2 separate regions of the Zea mays genome follow, and region 1 is linked to region 2. The links are chromatin contacts, called in public Hi-C maps. All regions are on one chromosome and are shown on one strand. Each heading gives the region's core, a stretch centred on a gene start, on an enhancer-like site or on the middle of the called end of the contact. The rest is flanking DNA. Distances are from core to core; before and after follow the strand shown. Region 1 holds the start of LOC100286375 (40S ribosomal protein S10). Region 2 holds the start of LOC100277532.

What was found. A called contact is a pair of places that touch in the nucleus more often than the background predicts.
Region 1: a contact with region 2 is called in a Hi-C map of tassel, with 2.9 times the contacts expected there. The contact joins the promoter of LOC100286375 here to the promoter of LOC100277532 in region 2. A contact is called at or near these places in 3 of 25 Hi-C or Micro-C datasets (ear, endosperm and tassel).

What each region holds. Positions count from the first base shown.
Region 1 is chr3:148,501,445-148,504,310 of Zm-B73-REFERENCE-NAM-5.0, reverse strand. It overlaps LOC100286375 (40S ribosomal protein S10), which reads right to left and starts at 1,481. Exons shown (of 5, transcript NM_001159262.2): 1 at 1,397-1,481; 2 at 1,256-1,304; 3 at 800-1,082; 4 at 395-530. The coding sequence starts at 1,399.
Region 2 is chr3:148,183,605-148,186,433 of Zm-B73-REFERENCE-NAM-5.0, reverse strand. LOC100277532 reads left to right here and starts at 1,337. Exons shown (of 1, transcript NM_001328677.3): 1 at 1,337-1,915. The coding sequence starts at 1,448. The coding sequence ends at 1,660. It overlaps LOC103650703 (G-type lectin S-receptor-like serine/threonine-protein kinase LECRK1), which reads right to left. Exons shown (of 1, transcript XM_008676271.4): 1 at 1,725-2,829. The coding sequence ends at 1,992.

The sequences.
Region 1 (2,866 bases), core at 232-2,731, 320 kb before region 2:
ACCAACAGCAAACCACACTACCATAACTTATAAAGGCAGTTTGGAGTTTACCAGCACAAAGACATGAACATGCATGGATATACCAAAGGGGCTCAAGCGGATTACTACACACAAACTTAAGTACTCCCTCGGTTCAAATTATAAGACACTTTGACATTTCTAAATGCATCCCTTTTATTATGTAACTAGACATACTGTATATCCAAGTGCGTAGCAAAAACCACGAATCTAGAAAAAAAACATCTAATAATTTGGAAGAGAGCGGGAGTAACAAAGCTGGACAAGTTGTGCAAAAAATAAGCTTGTTTTCTTGAAACGAACTGGACATTTGTGAGTTAAGAAACCAATGTAAACAAAAAAATATGTGAGATGCGCGCAGTTTTCTAGAACTTACCCTAAAAGATGGCTGGAAATCCGCAGGAGCACTACCCTTCTCACCACCAAAATCACCCATTGCACCTCGTGGACCTCCTCTGTAACCATCCCTATCCCCAAACCTAGGTCTGTCTTCCCCAAAGCGAGGGGGACCCCTGTCAAATAAACATAATAGGTAAGTAACCATGGCTTCATGGTGAAACTCTACTAGCAATCCAGGAATATGATATAATGTACAAAAGTAAATGTAGAAGCCTTATGGCAATTTCAAAATTAGATGCATACGAAACAAAATTTGTAGGCTCTGGAACAATTCACAATGACTGTCAAAATAGCAGGCAGCAATGACGAGTTCAATTATCATCATGTGAAAATCTGGTGTCAGAATACAGAACTGCAAACAACTCTAGTGTGACAAATGTACCTGGGGCGGTCACCCGGTGGGCCAGAGCCAAAGGGACGGGACGGGGGCTTGGAGGACTTCTTGAGGGTGTTGGGCACAACCTCTGACGGCAGGTTGAGGAAGCTGCGGAGGTGCTCAATGCCATCGTTGGTGAGGTACCAGTAGTAGTACTGCCAGGAGAAGGTCTCCCTGACATACTCCTTGGACTTGAAGCTCTGCATGAGCTTAATCACCTCCAGGTTGGGCACGTCAAGCTTGGGGTGCTTGGCCAGGTTGTAGTCCTTCTTGGCATATAGAACCCCCTCTGCAACATAAAGTTGAACGGTTCTCAATCTAAGACAAGGACGGGCTTGGGTCGTACACGATCCGAATATTGCTAATGCTTGTAATGTCTGAATTGGTATCTAAATCTAATGAAATAATCTTATATTGGGCGCGCCTAGGGGGACGGGCGAAGAGGGAGGAGAAGGAGCTCACCATGGAAGATGTACTTGCAGATCTCGCGGCGGTTCTTCTTGGAGATGATCTGCGAACGGAGGAAGGGATGGAAATCACGTTAGAAGAAGCATTGGTAATGAACCAACAGACGAGGTAATGGAATCGATGAGAGGCGCTCACCATGGTGAATGAAGGACTCGCGGCGGCGACGGCGTGACGGCTGGGAGTGTTGGGCGGGGGTCGAGGAGCGGTGGCGCGGACAGAAAACCCTACATTTGTGGCGAGTTGGTATATAGGGAGAGGCGGACCTGGGCCGCACGGGTCCCTCTCTTCGTTACAGGTTGAAGTCGGCCCATTTCCATAAGACGTAGTAGGAAGTAAGCTGGGCTAGGCATTGGGCCTGTGAAATGCGGGAGGACATTCTCATCGGAATTCAGATTCAGATGTCGCTAGGGTAGGAGATAGATTAGTACTTAGAGCGACTTTAAAAAAACCCTAAACTAACCCCAAAATTAATATTAGAGAAATATTCGCTTTTTAATTAGTCTAACAGATCTTTTTTTATCCCGAAAACTTCACGTCCCTTATTTACAGCCTCATTTCCCTCATATTTGCTCGTCCCTCGTGTGGACGCCATCGACACCCGTCCTGTGACGCTAGCTACGAGCCTACGACGAGTGCAGGGGCCGAATGAATGGAGGTAGCTGGATGGAGGGAGACAAGACAGCTACATTAGGTAGCCGGACATACACTAACTTTAAAAAATACAGAAACATATGTAATATATATATATATATATATATATATATATATATATATATATTCGTCTGAAATAGCAATGTTCATTTGTAGAATTCTCTTATAATAATTTCTTTTCATGATACCCCACTATTCTGTCTCGTATAAGGACTCAATGTCTTTGGATAGAACCACAATATTTCTTTTTATCATCGGACTCATCCGCGTCAGTTGTTTAATATTTTGCGGATTGCTGAAGTAACAGTTTCTTCCATCCCTAAAACTTTATTTTAGTATGTCCCTTGTGATCAGTTTTTTTTAAAAAAAAAATATCATTTCCTTTTGAAGTTGCTCTTACTGCTGCTTATATACTCGAGATGCATGGCTAGTCTAGTCGCATCGTACATGGGGCCTACACATCAACACATGTATGATGATGACAGGATGATTGGCAATGTTGTGATCGATGTGAAGACTGAAAAAAGAAAAAAAAAGATCAACTTTTGCTCCTGGTCAAGGAGCAAAGAGATGCAAAGTATGCAGACCACACAACAAGTAGTCGACAGTGACGGCGTTTAACTGAAACAGCCAGCGAGGCGTGTACGTGATCGATCGACGCAAAGAAAAGCTTTACTTTCTGGAGCTAGTCATGGGCCGCGGCCTAGTACTTGCAGCTTCAGTTTCTCCTCCACATCCGTCACCTCGCTCCGCGTCGCTTTCAGATAGGATAGGAGACAGTGCGTGCTACTTTGAACTCAGTTTGTGTCTGCATCAATCGATGACTGGATGGATGAGAACCAACTGTACGTCTAAATAGAGATGCAAACGGACCGTTCGGCCTAAGCCCGTTAAAGTCCGGCTCATTTTAAATTCGACCCACTGGGCACGGTTAGAAAAACGGATCAGATCAGG
Region 2 (2,829 bases), core at 88-2,587:
GATGGAGTGAGACGTTTCTTCTAATATTTTTTCCTCTGCAATTTTTCACATGTAGGTTTGCTATGAGCCTAGCATGAATTTAAGTGACTGAACTGAAACTGAATAATCAACTTGATAAATACCAATTGGGAGAACGACCTACTGACGTTGTTGTTGACCCAATGAAGCAGTGGTCACAAACCTGAGAAATGGGGAACAATCACAAAAGAAAGGAAGCTGCAAAAACCTGAGAAATGACTCCTATCAAAGATAGGCAACTGTGTGTTTGAGAAACTAAAATAAAACTCCGTTTATGTTTTACCAGCGTCGTAAAAACTGGTTAGTCAGACTACATAAAAAAAATGGCCCGTGTAGTTGACAGATGGGGTACCACTGTACCAGCGCTGCTGTCCTCACTACGGCGTCAGACATTAGCTAAGCAGTGGATAGCAGTATATTTAGAACTCCTGAAAACGACTGAAATGTTTGGTGTCGTTTCACCTGTTTGCGTTTCTTGCTCTGTCCTTGTATGGTTGTTGCTTCTGCAAGAGTTGTGTTGGAAGTTGCTCTTCTGGTTAAGTTGATTCAATGGAAAAGTGGAAATAGTGTTTGCAAAGCTTGTCGTGGGATAATAATAGCTCTATTATATTTGGCCCTGTGATGGCACTGTACGGGGGTATTTATAGGCACTCGAGTGACCACTCGTCCCTTGTCAAAAACGTTTATGCCCTCAAGTGTCCGGTTTGTCTCCAGAATATTCGCACGAGGGAGGTTACAGACAATCATTACAGTAAAGGCTATTACAAACGCGGGCCGTAATGCATTTATCCGCGCGGGGCCCGTTACAGTGGGCTGAAACTCGCATGGGCCACCCGTACGCGGTGAGAATGTGAGACTAGTAGACTTTGACTTGCAACGGAGAGTTCGAAGGGAGACCGCGTCGTTCTTCACCCATTCGACGCCTTCGTCTTGCTCTGGCGTGCTCTGTGGATATAGTCTTTGTTGGAGTGACAAGGCGACGAAGGCATCGAACGAAGGGTAGGATGTTCGTCTTCGCCCCCAATAAGCTACTGTATTGCTGGCCCAAAAGATTTATACGGCAAGCCTTCTAGACAATGTTTGCAAGGTGAAGAAGTTCAAGATCTGCATATGTGAGGCATTCCCCTTCCCCTGGTTCATACGTTTCTGCCAACGCCACGTGTCTGGCTTGCGCTTGCCGTCGTCACCGACTCCTGGAGCTGGAACATGCGGCCATTGATGTCCCGTGAAGCTCGCACGTCCCCACACTCATGTCCACCCCCTCCTCTCCTTCCTTTCCTTTGCTGTATATATACACACACTCCACCTCAATGCAGGGACGACATTGCCAAGGCTCCCCAAAGATAGCATAGCAGCAGCACTCACAATAGCAAAAACCACCATCCGTCGTCGCCAACCGTAGCAAGAACATCACCACCGCCCAGCAATAATGGCGCAGAGCATGAGGATTGTGGCGCTGGCCCTGGTGGCCCTGCTGGTGGTGGCGGCGGCGGCGCCCGTGGCCACCGCGTACGGCTGCTACGACGACTGCTACGAGCGCTGCGCCAACGGCAAGAAAGACCCCGCCTGCACCAAGATGTGCAACCAGGCGTGCGGCTCCACGGATCAGGGCGCCGGTGCCGCCGGCGCCGCGCCGGCTTGATCGCCCAGCGCATTCATCGCTTCAGCTCGATATAATCGCTGCTCCGTCAGCAACCCACATATGATTCGATCAATTTTCCTCCTCTAATTTCTCGACCCCGTCGAATTTTTTTCCTTTCTATTCTTCTACTATACTACTACTATCTGTTTGTCGCGTTGATTTCTTCTCATACATCGATCGAGGATCGACTCATCGTTTTGTAATTCCTGCAATTTGTAAGTGTAATGACCTATATGATTTAGTCTTCCTTTTAAACTGCTGTGTCGACCTTGTTTCATTTACAAGTGTAATGATGATGCCGCACCTCCAATCCCCCACCCGTATCTGGGGATCACAAGGATGCCGGCGGCGGCGGGGGGAACGGCACCTCCACGAGCCCTTCGAGCATCAGGATGACGCTCCTCATGTCGGGCCTCGCCTGGGGCTCCGCCTGCGCGCACCACACTGCCACCTTAACCGCCCGCTCCACCTCCGTGACGTCCACGGCATCGTCGCCGCCAACCACCCGCCACACCTCGCCGCGCACCAACCACTCGTGCGCGCACTCCATGAGCGTCCGCTCCTCGCCTGCCTCCTCCAGCTCCATGCTCCGCCGGCACGTCACGATTTCCAGCAGCACCACGCCGTAGCTGTACACGTCCGCCTTCACCGTCACGGGCCCGGCGCCGCGGTACCACTCGGGGGCCAGGTACCCGCGCGTGCCGCGCACCCCCGTGAACGTCCGCGTCTGCTCCGGCTGCAGCAGCTTGGCCAGCCCGAAGTCGGCGATCTTGGCCGTCCCCGACGCGTCCATCAGGATGTTCTGCGGCTTCACGTCGCAGTGGATCACCCGGCTGTCCAGCTCGTCATGGAGGTAGCGCAGCCCGCGTGCGACGTCCAGCGCGATGCCCATCCGCTCGTCCCACCCCGGCGGGCCCCCGCCGCCGCTGTTCTTGAACAGACGCTCCGCCAGCGACCCGTTGCTCATGTACTCGTACACCAGCAGCCGGTTGGCGCCCTCGTGACAGAACCCCAGCAGCCGGACCAGGTTCCGGTGGCTCGTCCGCCCGATGGCGCGCACCTCCCGCTGGAACTCCAACTCCCCCTCCTCCACCATTTTCTCCAGCCGCTTCACCGCGATCGCCTTCTCGCCGCCGCTGTAAAGCAGCGTGCCTCGGAACACCGTGCCG